Regions from separate parts of the Neogale vison genome. Here region 2 is linked to region 1. Evidence: chromatin contacts called from public Hi-C data. All regions are on one chromosome and are shown on one strand. Each heading gives the region's core, a stretch centred on a gene start, on an enhancer-like site or on the middle of the called end of the contact. The rest is flanking DNA. Distances are from core to core; before and after follow the strand shown.

What was found. A called contact is a pair of places that touch in the nucleus more often than the background predicts.
Region 2: a Hi-C map of fibroblasts shows a contact between it and region 1, with 6 times the contacts expected there. The contact joins two enhancer-like sites. A contact is called at or near these places in 2 of 3 Hi-C or Micro-C datasets (fibroblasts and muscle).

The regions. Positions count from the first base shown.
Region 1 is chr7:117,383,961-117,391,166 of ASM_NN_V1, reverse strand. No RefSeq gene overlaps it. Among named protein-coding and RNA genes, the nearest start is that of ETS1, 300 kb to the left of the region's middle. Within about 2 kb of position 2,921, the one cell type or tissue checked has open chromatin away from gene starts, as enhancers often do. A contact at or near this core is called in fibroblasts, where this site is marked.
Region 2 is chr7:117,911,299-117,918,504 of ASM_NN_V1, reverse strand. No RefSeq gene overlaps it. Among named protein-coding and RNA genes, the nearest start is that of KCNJ1, 48 kb to the left of the region's middle. Within about 2 kb of position 3,789, the one cell type or tissue checked has open chromatin away from gene starts, as enhancers often do. A contact at or near this core is called in fibroblasts, where this site is marked.

The DNA of each region.
Region 1 (7,206 bases), core at 1,672-4,171:
AGTTTTCCCATCAGTCAGTATGTCAGCCCTTGCCCGTCTAAAAAGCATGCAACACCAGTGAGTGGAGATTCTAGGATAACCTGGCATTCATTCAGTGGTGGTTTCCAGAGGAAATAGTTAAGAACCTTTTTCTCCATCGTGCACTCTGGGAGTGTCGATTTCCTTGAACTGAGGCGTCGTGAACAAGAACAGTGTCGGCAGCAGCCCCCCAGTGGTCTCCACTGAGGCCCTCCCTTCCTGAAGTCCTCTAGTATCTCAAGTTTCCAACAAGTTTTCTTTTCTGATGCCAGCATTCAACCAAGCCTGGTGTCCCAGAGGTCCTCTCAGGGCTAACCCTTCTTTGACCGCATGGTGTTGTCTGCTTGGCGGAGAAGCCAAGGAACTCAATGATGTGCTTGAATATTAAAAACAAAACAAAACAAAAAAACAACAGCAACTCAGCCCTGAACTTATCTATACTCTTAAGCTTCACACTCACATAGTGAGGTTGCAATGGTCACTAGGAGCTGGGCACACCCAGGTTTCACAGACAAAAGTAGGGACCTTCAGAGATAGTTAATTTGCCACCTCATTGATTTTCCATATTCAATGATCAGAATTGAAACTGAATAAGGTTTCTCCTGGCCTTTTGGTTACTCTGTGGAGATTTGGACCATCTACTACATTTTGTGCCTTTGGATGGCTAAATTTCTAGATGAGGAAGAGGTGGCTGATAACTCAAGGGGACTTTTTAAAATTCTTCCAGAGAGACCACTCAGTGTGTGCACAAACTCACATCCACCTCATAATTCAATTCCCACCTCACTCGAGATCACTTCCTAGAGGTGTTTTCTGTCTGTATTTGACCCATAAAAGTATCATCTTGGATCCTACTTTGTACTCTTTTATCTCATCATTGTTCATTAGTTCATGGCCAGTTCTTATTTCCCTCAAATAGTGGCATGCCCTCTGAGGGCTGAGGCGTTAGGAACGCTGACACCATTCTCAGCAGGTTGAGGCAGTCATGCTTCTGCTCAGCACATGCTTGTTGGCCACACAGGAGAATCATCACGGCTTGAAATTCAGTGTTTGCTCAGAGCCAGTGATTCTCAGAAAGGCAGCCAAAGAAGAGAGGCCTAGATCATTTGCAAGTAATTTAGATATTATTTTCCTCATCTGTGCATGAAAAAGACATGCTTAATGTCTTATTTGGGTCCATTTTTTGTCTCCTCTCTCTCAACTCTGTCTGTCCCCTTCCCTTTTCCCCCCTCCGCCCCTCCCTTTTACAAAAGTAGAGGCAAAAGTTACCGGAAGTCTCAATTGTCAGACTTCAAAGTCTTAGCTAAACATTTGACATTTGACAGTGTGTCCCCCTCCCTTCCTCCTCACCCCCATCTCGCTTGCCTGGGCACAAGCCTCAGAGAGATAACCATATCAGGCAGAATAAATGAAGCTTGTTTCCTTCTAAATTTGCTTCCTCCCACACAGCATGGCTCTGGGCCCTGGGGTTGGCAGTGCACCTCTCTCCAGACCTCTCTCTATTGACTTATGTGGAGGCAGTGGGAGAGAAATGGCAGAAAAACCCACATTCACCAGCCAGAAATCATGGACCTTCTGCATCAGGGAAATTGTAACAGAAACTCTCGTCTCACATTCCCATTTTATGGATGAGGAAATGAAGCCCTGAAGGAGCTCAGTGAACTATCTGAAACCAGAGTTAGACACCCCAAAAATAGAGCAGGTGCTAGAAGCCAGAAGTCTCCCAATACCCAGCCTGGTATTCTTTCTGCCTCCACACAAAGTCTGAGACACTACAAATTTCAGCAATAGCACTGAAAGTTCAGAGGATGGGCATCTCCAGTATCCAAGTAGACTGAACTGTCCCATGAGCTCACTGTGGGTGATACAGAGAACTTCGTCCTCTGGCAGCCTGCCCTGGAGGACACCTAGAGTAGCTGCTTCCTATGTGACTCGGGGTCTGTGTAAGAGGGAGGTGTCTGGGTTCTCTGTAGCCTGAGGGTGTGCGATAGATTCTCACGTGCACCGTGTGGTGTTACACAGGACGTGTCTCCTGCAGCCTGCTCCCAGCCCACTGGACACTGGTTGGGTTTCATGCTGAAGCGTCATGGTAGTACAGCCAGGAAAGGGAAGCTGGAGCCATTGGAAACAGGGCTGGGATCCTGAGAAGTCAGAGTACACAGCTCCCTACTGGGAAGCGCAGAGGATTGCTTCAAATACCCTTCAGAGGGACCGAAATTCCACCACTGAAGTTTTTTTTACTTCAGGTCTATAGGGGATTTTAGAATGGAATCTATAGAAAAATAAAAATGACTCTAAAAGTGGTAACTCCTCTCCTCACTAGGAATTGGAAGATTGAATAGAGATAAAAGTTGGAGGAGGAAAATGGAAAGAAGCCCCCAAACCTTGGCTGTCTCCATTCTCCTCCTTCTAGCATATTTGTGAACACACATACACACACACATGTACGCACACACACACTTCCCCTTGTGCTGTCTGGAAGACAAAGAGAGGTTGGCAAGTCCTCCTTCATCTGCCACCAACTGGCTGAAATAAATCTCTCATCCAGAGCTGCCTGCCCCCTGTCACCTTTGTGGGGGCATCAAGAGAACTAGCTCAGTGAGGATGTCCATAGCTTCTAGCCAACCTTCTGCTTTTATAAGAGTTCGTGAATCTGGCCTGCCCCAGTCCTCCTGGGCACCTGTAGGTGGGCAGCCCTCACATGTAGGCTAGTTCTGTGCTTTTAAAAAAGTATATTCTTGTCCCACACTCCCAGTCTCCAGGGACCCTCTAAGGCAGGAGAACCTCCCACTTGCTCACCACCCTGCCTCTGTGCTTCCCAGTCAGCAAGGGCAATTTTTCAGAAAACTATTTTTAGAAATAGTAACCTCAGAATAAACACAGCACACCAGATGCTGGTGTTTTTCTGGGGCAACTGAGCTGAGGATCATTTGTTTAAAGAGAAAGGTGAAACAGCCAACCTTGCAAAGGCAGTGGATTGCAGATTGCTGGGTTTTACTCCCCCTAGTGGCGTGATTTTAGAAGACATGACTCCCCCTTGACTCAGACCGGTAAGTCTTCATTGTGGGCAGAATTTTTATGTGAGCTTGATTTTACCTCTAGGTTTCTAGTTTGAAGAGCGAGGATGGATTGCACCTTAATCTGATTTATTTTTATATTTCTCTTTAGGGCTAAGAATACTAGGGCACTTTCTCTGACTATTTTCCTATGTCTAGAAGGATCGATTGTTAAAGACAACTTAATGTTGAAAATGAAGTTACAGTAAAACTGCTAGGTATTTTTGTTTAAACGAAACCTATTCCTTAAGCAGAATATGCATATAATAGAGGGAACTGATAAAGCCAATTCCACAGCATACACCTCTTTCCTAAGTAAGGGTCAGCGGTTCTGCTAGCTTCATAAAAGACAGGATGTAGAAGAACAAGTGAGATGGGGGTATTTATTAGCCCAATATTGTAAGAAAGCTCAACAAAACACTAACAAAAAAGCTCTCTGACCAGAAGACTTGAAAGACCAGAAACACATTACCTAAAGTCATCAAGGTTTAATCATATTTCTCACAATAATTTTTTTTTCTTGGTTAAATTGGTATAGCTTGCAAACAGACAAAAGAGAAACTAAATGAGTTTTGTAGATGTTCTCAATGCTCAGATATACAGCGCAGTGCTGTAAGAGTCTTCTGGCTGGGAGAAGGCTGTAAGTGGAAAGACCTTCACTGGCCTGAAGACCCTAATCCTCAGGTCAAAGATGGTCCCTCCATGTGGAAAGAACAGATGGACAATTCTCTAGTTACATTATAAATGACCGGGTTTCTCCTACAGCTTGGCTGTGGCTCACTAGTATCTGGGTGACAGAATAAAACCAGAATGACAGTGGCTGACAGGAGGGAAAACATATGCAGTAATTGATCAGTCAAATCATGCTCATATCTCAGCCCATTTTGAGTCACTTTCTGTAAATTATGGAACTGTATTCATTCATGCAACAGAAAGCATTCCATTCACAAAGAGTTGAGCTGAGCTGACAATTGATTCATTATGCGTTCTTTGCTGAAAGGCAGACTGGTTTTCCAGAGTAACAGCCTCTTCTTTGACTGTCCGTCTCTCTCTATTCATATTCACCATCTTTGCATATTTTTACTCATAACTTATTTAACTGCTAGCAACTACTGTTAGGGAGACCAGCAGATCCATCCCCCCATAGCCCGTGGGTTCCAAATCACACACTTGTCCTCTGATATGGATAGTCACATAGAGCATGTTGGGGCTGATTCTTCTATACATGCTGCTGAGTTTCCCTTTGTTGCCACAGAGAAGAAGAGATACACTCCATCTGGCCCTGGGAGTAAAATCATACCCAGTTGAGAACCACTGGCCTAAGAAGAGGTGTTGAGATTGAGAAAGATTTCATTTTTTCCTTTTTTTGTCATTTGCTGCTCCCCCTACCATTTATATTTTTCAACAGTTAATTCTAGAAGACCTATACTATGAAGTAGGTTTAATGGTTTAGTAGCAAACAAAAAGCAAATTCCTGTCCTCAAGTACCTTATATTCTAGTACATGTGTGAAAAGGAGACAGAGCATAAGCACAAAACAAATACACCTGAAGGTTCCTGAGAGTGATAAACATCATGATGAAAATAAAACAAGGTCATGAGGAAGAGAGTGATTAGGTCAGTCTTGACAAGGAAGCATGCGACCCCTGAAAGCCCTGAATACCAGATCTAGTGTTTAGCTCCATCTTGAGTCTCAGCAGATGAGAGACACTGTCATGGTGGTAGAGGCATGAGGGAGTGCTGAACAGGAGACTGACACTGCCCAGGCCCTGTTGTGGAAGTTTCCTCTGACAGTGGTCTGTCCGTAGAATATTTGAAAAGGAGAAAAGCATGGGAGCCAATAAATTGGTTAGGAGATTGTTGCAACTATCAGGAAAAAAAGATACTTAAAGTCTGAGGTAGGCGGTGGCAGTGGGAATGGAAAGGAGGGATTGCAAATGAGCAATTTAGAGCAGAATTTCTTTGATTTGGAATTTAAAGATAAGTAAAAAGTAAAACTTTGTATGATTTTTCCACATAAAGATGTTCAAACTAATTAAACACCATAACCCCCTTGACTCTATGACATAGGATCGTTTTAACACATGAGAAGTAGAGAGAACATAGTCTCAGAACGAAGAGCAATCTTCTAGGTACATTTTAATTTTGTACATAACTAACTGGACCGTCTTATTTTCCCCATTGCATCATAGACCAGTACCCACTATGTAGGTCGAATATGGTCTAAGAACAGCATTTTGTAAATGTGGACTCCAGGCTTACCTGAGGATGTGATGGGCTATGAGACTGGAAGAAAAAAAGTGATGTAGAAGATCACTCCCAAATTTTGTATGAACAAATATTTGAGGAAATCATTAATAAGATTTACGTAGAAGAGGAGGTAGGTTTGAATCCATAAGTCTGGATTGAAAGCTGACCCTAAGATGGTGGGGGTGCCTCCTGATAAAATGTTTGGTGACTAGTGGTAGACAGAGTATTGAGGTGAAGGACCACAAATGTAAATTTTTGTAATCATTCAAATGAAAATAATCAAAGTCATTGGGATGGGCGTAGTCTTTAAGGGAGAAAGGAAGAAAGAGAGGAGACTAAGCCCAGAATATTGGAGAAAATCACCAGGCGGAAGTTAGCCCCAACTCAAAGGATAGTGGAAGCCAAGGAGCTACGAAGATTAGTGAAGCAGAGCAGCCCAATGCCAAAGACTGAACTGGTTATAAGAAAGTTGGGGCCCAGATTGTAGACAACCATCTTTTTAAATGTAAAAGGAAGGGCTGAAGATATTTCATGTGCTAGTAAGATAAAGGGAAGTTTTTATTTTATTTTATTTTTTAGAATCGTGGTGATCTGGACACATTTATTTATTTATTTATTTATTTATTTAATATTTTATTTATTTATTTGACAGAGAGCACAAGTAAGCAGAGCAGCAGGCAGCGGGAGAGAGAGAGAAGCAGACTCTCTGCTAAGCAGGGAGCCTGATGTGGGGCTTGATCCCAGGACTCTGGAATCATGACCTGAGCCAAAGGCAGCTGCTTAACCAACTGAGCCACCAAGGTGCCCCATGGACATATTTATAGGGAAGAGAAAATTCATGATACATGAGGAAAAAGTAATAAAAGGGCAATAAAATGCCAAGAGGATCTTGTGGCTTTGTGGATGAATACATTTTGAAGGTAAAGGGGATCACCCTATGCCTTCGAGAAGAAGGTGGATCTCATGGATGAAGATGTTGAGGTATCAAAGCAACAAGAAGAGGACAGTCACAAGGGAACAGAAAAGATGGGAAATGAAGCCCTCATACATGGTCTCAGCCTTCTGCTTAAGAGGCGAGGAAGGACTAGGGTTTCAAAGAATGAAAATGTTTTGTTATAGCCCTGTGGAAATTTAGTGAGGAGTTAACAAGTTAAACTGAAAAAAAAAAAAAAAAAAACATAACCAAGAAGGGCTTGGGGACCAACTGGCTTTAAATAGCTTGTGTTTATTATGGACCAAATCAGCACCATGTCGCAAATTTCTTAAGCTATGCTTGGCTGTTGGGGAAGAGAAAGCAAGAGTCAGGCATTAGCCCTAGAAGCAAGAAGAAAGGTCAAAAGAAATTGAGGTGTCCAGTGTTTTAGAGGCAGAGGCACTGACAGGGCCACATATGGCTGGAAATGGGTGGAACAATTAGGAGATTAAGGATATGTTGAGGGACAACAAGTCACAATAATGGAAGAGCATGTTCAAGGGTTTCAGCAAGGAGCCTTGTTTGTGACTTTAGTATAGTTGGAAAGGAGGAGGCCTAAGATTAAGATTAATTCCACAAAAATGTTTTGTTCATCAGCTATGTATCTGATTGTTACAGTTAATAAGATGTTAGAGGTCCCTGCTTTCATTGATTTATATTCTAGTAGTGAGAGCAGAGGGCAGGACAGGACAGAATTTTTTTTTTTTTTTAAAAATGGGGAAAACATCAGCCAATGATGATAATTTAAATAGAGTCTCATGATTGCAAGTGGCTATGGTTGCTATACGCTGGGTAGGAAAGGAAGATCTCTGAGGAAAGACATTTAAACGGAGATCTGAATGATTAGATGGAGGTGGTCATGGGATGGTTTCACAAGACATGCTTGTTTTTCTGGAGTGGGGAAACACAG
Region 2 (7,206 bases), core at 2,540-5,039, 530 kb before region 1:
CCTCTCTGGCTAACTCTTCTCCTTTTTTCTCCTTTCTCTTAACTATTGCCCAGATTTTGCAAGGGTGTCTGTGTGTGTGTGTGTGTGTGTGTGTGTGAGAGAGAGAGAGAGAGAATGAATGCAGAGACAGGTGGAGATCACACATGAGAGCGATGTGGAATCCCTTGTCCTCACCCACGGCCAAAACGTACACACGTTCAGTGAGATACGTGCCTTTGAAATGTCTATTTGTTGATCTCCCCTCTATGGGCTTCTCTTCCTTTCCCTCTTCCCTTTCCCTTCCTTTCCATTCATTTCCTTTCTCTCCTGAAGTATTTATTCTTGAAGCCACATGGGGAACAGAGTATCAGAGCACAGTGGTGGTAGGGTGTGCACCAGGTGAGAAGGGCATGGAGTACAGGGTTAGCACCCAAGTGGAGGAAAGACAGTGCCCGTGGGGTGCACCTGTCATGAGAGCCAGGGCTTGAGCAGATGGAGGAGGGTGTCACTGTAGAAGGGTGGTCTGGCTTGGAATGTGAGAGCTTGGACAGGGTGAGGAGGACATCGATATGGAAGCATGGGCTGTGTAGGGTGAGGCTGGAGGCCACGTAGTGGGGTGGCTGGGATGGAAATTGACAGCCAGAGCAGGGAAAGGAATAGGTCCCATGGGGATGGGAGTGTGGCAGGGAGAGGAGACGGGTCACGTGCAGGACAACTGAAAAGCAAGTGCATATATTCTGCTTAAGGGGAATCCTGTTTGTCATTGTCAAATAGGAGAATCACAATATGGAAGGGGAAAACTAGGTGAACCCTGTGGTGTTAGTTCGACTGGAAAAGGATGCATTCGCACGAACTTCACTTTTTCAATATATATAGATGGAAAAGAAAGTAATATGGATACCAATGTCTAAGCATACGTGATGGCTAATTTAATTGTCAGCTTGAGTGGGCTAAGCGTCGCCTAGAGAGCTGGTAAGACATTTTTCCTGGCTGTGTCTGTGAGGGTGTTTACAGATTGACATTTGAAACAGTAGACTGGGTCAAGGTCTTCCTCACCAGTGGGTAGGCATCATCCGGTCTGCTGAGGGCCAGTCTGTTGGATAGAACAAAAAGGGGGAGGAAGGGCAAATTCTCTTTCTCTGTTTGATCTGAGACCTCTGCTGCCCCCAGACACCGGCACTCTTGCTTCTCAGGTTTTTGGGATCAGACTGGGACTTACACCATTGCCTGCACTTTCACACCATTCTCTGGCCTCTGTACTCACTTGGATTGAGTGACATCGCTGGCTTTCCAATTTCTTCAGTTTGTTTCTCTGCAGAACCATGACTAACCCAGCGTATGTATGGATATGGATATGTGTGTGTGTGTTTGTGTGTGTGTGTGTCTACATGATGTATGTATACGTAGATATGTATGTTGCCTTTCTCTGTCCCCTGAAAAGGCGTGGGAACAGTAACAGTGCAATTGCAATGAGCACACCTAGCACCCAGATATTGGGTTCTAAAGATAATTTCTCATGGAAAAGAACCAGTCACCCTTGGAGAAACAACAGATTTCATGGTTGGGACAGAGAGCTGGAAAAATAAGAAAGTGCTCAAAGATTGGTGGGAACATATCAAAGGACACAGAAGCCGAGTTAAATGGCCTCCCACTGGGGCAAGGTCATCATCACATTAAACAACGATAAGAACATATATTCAGGGGATAAGAAACTAAGTCTGTAGAGACATAAATAAGTACATGGAAATCTAAATATGGATGAGATATTTCTATAATTTCAAAACACCTACCCACAATACTTGATTTTTTAAAAAGGTTTTATTTATTTATTTGAGGGAGAGAGAATAAGAGAGAGAGAGAAAGAGCAGGAGAGGGGAGGGTCAGAGGGAGAAGCAGACTTCCTGCTTCAGTCCTAGGTCTCCAGGATCATGACCAGAGTCGAAGGCAGTTGCTTAACCAACAGAAGCACCCAGGCGCCCCACAAGATAATTGTTAATTACAAAGGGAAAAGAGTACCTGTACAGTGGAGAAGACTGGAAGACACCACAATATGAACTTGATTAATAATGGATACATTGAAAGCATGTACGGAGAAGGCAACATCACTCTGTAGTACTGCCATCAGAGACGCCTAGCCTAGATCTGATCATGAAAAAATACCAGACAGCTCCAGATGGAAGGCCATTCTACAAAATAACTGGCTTATACTATTCAATGTTATCAAAGTCTTGAAAGTCAAGGAAAGACGTGGGAGTGTTGCAGACTAAAGAAATGGGACAATTAAGTATAATCGAGATTATGAACAGAATCCTTTTGCTACAAAGGGCAATAGTAGGACAATTAGCTAAGGGTGAATGGTGCCTGATGGTTCCATGCTAGTAGTTTCTCTCTCTTAATTTTTTAATTTTTCACGATCCTACTGGATTATGTCAGAGAATGTTGTTCTTTGTAGGAAATTCACACTGAAGTATTTGGGTGTGATGGGGCCTCAGGTTGGCAACTTGCTCTCGAGTGGCTCAATAAAACATGTTCTCTGTAAACTCAACTTTTCTGTAAGTGTGTGACCATTTCGAGCCTTGACCATTTTTTGAAATTAAAATAGTACATTCATAACAGACACAGAAATTAAGGAGTATGATTTAACTCCATTTTATGATATCAGAGAAGAACAGAGAGCTACTTACCAAGACGATATCTTGTATTTCCATAGTTCTTTTCAACATGCAGATCATTTTCACTTGTAGCGTCTCACTTAACCCCTTTGATAACCTTGTACAGTTAGGACTCTAATCTTCATTTTGCAGATGGGAAAAATCAAGCTCAGATACGGTTATGCTATCATGAGGAGAGTGGCAGTGCCGGGCTTCACCCCCAAGTCTCTCTGACTCTGTCCCTGTTCTTTATTCTCTCAGCGTCTAAGGATGGCCCACTCCTGTGTGCCTACTGTCTCCACAACAAAAACAAACAAACAAACAAAACCCTAGTCTCTCCTCTCATGGAACGTACAGGCTGCTTTGGGTCTGCAATCTGGAGCCAAGCTTACTAAGCGTAAAATCCCAGCTCCCAGCCTCTATTTCTTAGCTGACTTAAAAACCCAACTCAGCCTTTCTGACAAAGGGCATTTTTAGCATTCTTTCATAACAATCTCATTTTATTTGTAACATCCTGCAGCTTGGCGGTCTGCTCTGAGGTCTTTAGGTGTACAGAGAGAGCCAGCAAAGGGCAGAAGCCCAAGTGGGGCACGAGGGCCTCCCAGGGATGGGGAAGACACAGTGGGTCTCTGGAAAATCCAATTTACTCTACTTTTCACTCATTTGGAAAAATGTCTTATTGACCACAAAACAAAGTCTACTCTGTACTCCACTCGTCTAACAAAGTGTTCACCAGTTACCGAGGATTTAATAGAAGTTCTTGGAAAAACCTAGCGAATACTAGCGATAACACTGATTACATATATCTATATATACTTCCTGTACAGTATTTAATAAAGGGTTTTCCGCATGGGTCATCAGGGAGCTCGCAGGAGACATTACTCAGCTCCCCAGTTCAAAGGTGCCAATGAGTTGCCCAGTAGGTGGAAGGGTCAGAATTTGAACCCGGGACCCCTGGCTTTATATCCTTGTTCATTTATCTACCTCAATTGCCTCCCTCCTCCCGCTAAGAAAACGCAGGAGGTAATGAACTCGGTTAAAATCCAGAAGGTTAGTTTAGCAATTGTAGGTAAGTGAGTGGTCTCACTGGAAACTTTTTCTGTTTCCCCTTAGAGCTTTTAAGCGAAGTGTAAATTGACTATGTGCTTAGGAATTTACCAGCTCAGACAGACTGAAACAATTAGACAGGAGGCCAAGTCAGAGTGAGAGAGGGAGACAGACCCCAGGCACGTGAGCCGACATTCCTTTCAGAAAGCTTCCCTCCATATCCTTTTTCAATTGGCTGAAGCCCTAGAGGTTTGACTGGCTAAACCACTTCCTCTCAGAAGCGTCCGTCCCCCCCTCCCAAGGGAGACTGGGATTTGTAGTCCAGAAATCAGCTGACCTTTCATAATCCTTTAGCTGGACTCCCTGGCTGAAGGAGTACGTAGTCAATTTCAGAAGCTTCCCATATGATGAAGTGTCCAGTGTGCTTTTTGTGAAACACAAAGCTCGTCCTGAGTAGGGGCTGAAGTCTCTGTTTATTCACCAGAATCCAGTCCCCTGGTCTCCCCCCCACCCCCCTGCCATCCTAGTTCTTTATTACCGCCCTTCTCTCCCCCATTGATACCGAGCACCATTTCTCTGCCTCCTTCTCGGGACATGCTGGACACGAGCCCAGTCGTGCAGCTGATGGTGGGGGACCCTCCAGGAGGCAGATCCCCAGCTAAGTGTGGGACTGGGGCTGGACAGCAAAAGAGCCACGCCCAAGGGTTGCTCCTTAGAGTGGCACCTTTTCAATGCTTTTTCTTTAAAAAATTAAAAAAAAATTAGAATATGAGAGAGAGAAAGAGATCATGAGCAGGGGGGAAGGTACAGGGAGAAGCAGGCTTCCCGTCCAGCAGGGAGCCTGATGCAGGGCTCCATCCCAGGACCCTGGGATCATAACCTGAGCTGAAAGCTGATGCTTAACGACTGAGTCACCCAGGCGCCCCTTCAATAGGTTTCCAGGTAACATATTTACATGATGGTTGTTGATTCAATAGGTATTTGAGGAAGTGGAATGTGAAACTAGGTCCACAGACCACCTACAGAAAACACTGCGTTTTATTTTGTTTTTCTTTGCTTTCTAAGCCGTCGCTAACCACTGCCTTGGCCCTGCAGAACCTAGGCTTAGGATAACAGATCTTTCTTTTTTTAAAAGATCTTATTTTTCAGAGAGAGAGCACAAGCAGGGGGAGCAGCAGGCAGAAACAGGCAGAGGGTTAGGGACTTGATTCCAGGACCCTGGGGTCATGACCTGAGCTGAAGGCAGCCACTTAACAGATTGAGCCACCCAGGCGTCCCAGGATAGACAGATCTTCCTTTCTGCCCTGGAGTTCTGGAACTTCCTGACCTCTACTCTAAACTTGTCATATCCCATTCGAGGACCCACACTTTAGCATTACGCATAGACTAACTAAACACATTTAATTGCATGCAGATATTACTGGTTAAATTTTAAATACAATAATTTTTAAATTAAATTTCTAGTGGTTGTTGATCACTAGAAATGTTGTAAAACACAAGATATTGCATATATAATTTCCTTTGTGTGGGAGGCAATGATACTTTTTGATGCTAAAAACAAAAATAAAAACAAAAAACAAAAAACAAAACAAAATCAACCAAAAGAATGACCTCCTCTTTGAAAGAACTGTTGACCAGCGTGCTAAAGCTTGGGAAAGAATAATTTCCACGAGAACTGCTCCCGGGATTTACTATGCTTCTCTCTCTGCTTGCCTTGCACTGTGTGTTAGACGCAGTGAACTTCATGGCACAGGCTCAGAGGGTTGATCGGAGAAAATACTGAATAAGGAGCCAGGACGGCGAAGAGCCTGTTTGTCCTCTGCCATGATTCAGCTGGATGCCTTTTATGAAGCTAGCAAATCCTAAATCTGGGCATTCCAGGGGACTGAGTGCTGGCCTTCATTCCGCACAGACGCTTAGAAGGAAGAAACGCTGTCCTGGTCCCGTCAGTGAGGCACCGATGTCCCAAATGTGGAAGCATTGTTGGGAGCAAATTCAAGGGACAAGGTTAGACCAGAGTTCTAAGACTTCCACTGAGGTGAGGGACCCGTGCCAGTGTTTGACTAGGGCATATAAAGGAAACCTCTTAAAAAGATGAACTCCCATTCTTCCCAGAGCAGCAAGAAACATGCACCTCTATCTTCCCTAATGATTACTTTGCAAATTTCTAAACTGATGGAAAATTGCTTGGCTGGTGTGGAGATTTGCAGAAGAATCCAGCTAGACTAGTCTAGAACATACCTGGCCTTTATCGTTTCTGTCTCCATGCTTGGGCCACAAACACCAAATTTTTACTTTCTCCTTTCTTAGAAGGAAAACCCATACAGATGTACACATACATACTCATTCCTTTAACGACTACCTTTCTTGTGGAGTGTTAACAGCGAGAGATATACAAGACAAAGAACATAGGCAGGAAACAGAATTTCAGTTTCAATTTATTTTTATATTACTCATGAGAACTATCTGTTTTGCATGTTTCATAATATAAATAGTGATAATAGTTGGTGTATATGATTTATAAATCAGTGTTTATATATTGAGAATATTTGCTTAACACTTTCTTTTTAATGGTAGGGTACAATTAAAAAAAAAAAAAAGGAGACCAATGTTCTGGAGCACACCTCATTTCATTTAGGTAGACGTGTTGTCCAGAAGGTACTCAGTGCTACCTGGGGAAGATGTCATCTCATTTCTCATACCATCATAGACTTTCCAGGCCTCCCTCGTTTTCATTTATAAAATAGAGGAAATGAAAACCAACTACCTAACAGTTCAGCAATTTGAAGCAAGTTTCTTCCTTGGAAAGAAAAAAGAACCTAACAATCTCCGTGGGCCATAAGATCCTGACATGGGATCAGAGGAAACCGGACCTTCTTATTCTCCGGTGGAAAGTCAGGAAGATGGTCACTTGGGTTTGAGGTGCACAGTGGAAATACAGAGTGAAGTCTAATGGACAAAGGGCCCATCCCGGATGGAAGTGTTTGTTCTGGTTCTTAGACACAGATTATCCACAGCCCTGGTGTCATCCTAAAAACTCTTTTAGGCTGGAAGAAGATTGAAATAACATTTTTTAAAAACTCTCTGCAAAGGTCATCAATAATGTGAAGGTTAATTTAAGTATCAACCTGCCAGGTTACACATTACTTGTAAGTTTATATGTGCAAGTGTTTCCAGATGAGATTAGCATTTGAATCTGTGGACTCAGGGGAAGTAGATTGCTTTTCCTAAGGCCCAAGGACACCATCCAATCCATGCAGGGTCTGACTAGAACAAAATGGCAGCTGAAGAAGTAATTCACTTCTTTGCTTCCTGTCTGCCAGCTTGAGGTGGGGCATGTTTCTTCCCCTCGCGCTAGGATTTCCACCATTCTCTTCTACGGTTCTTAGGCCTTTGGGCTCACACTGGAACACATCACTGGTTTTCCTACATCTCCAGCTTGCAGACAGCGGATGGTGGGACTTCTTGGTCTCCTCGATTTTGTGAGTTACGACCCCATAGTAAATCTCCATCAGTACTGTGCATCTTA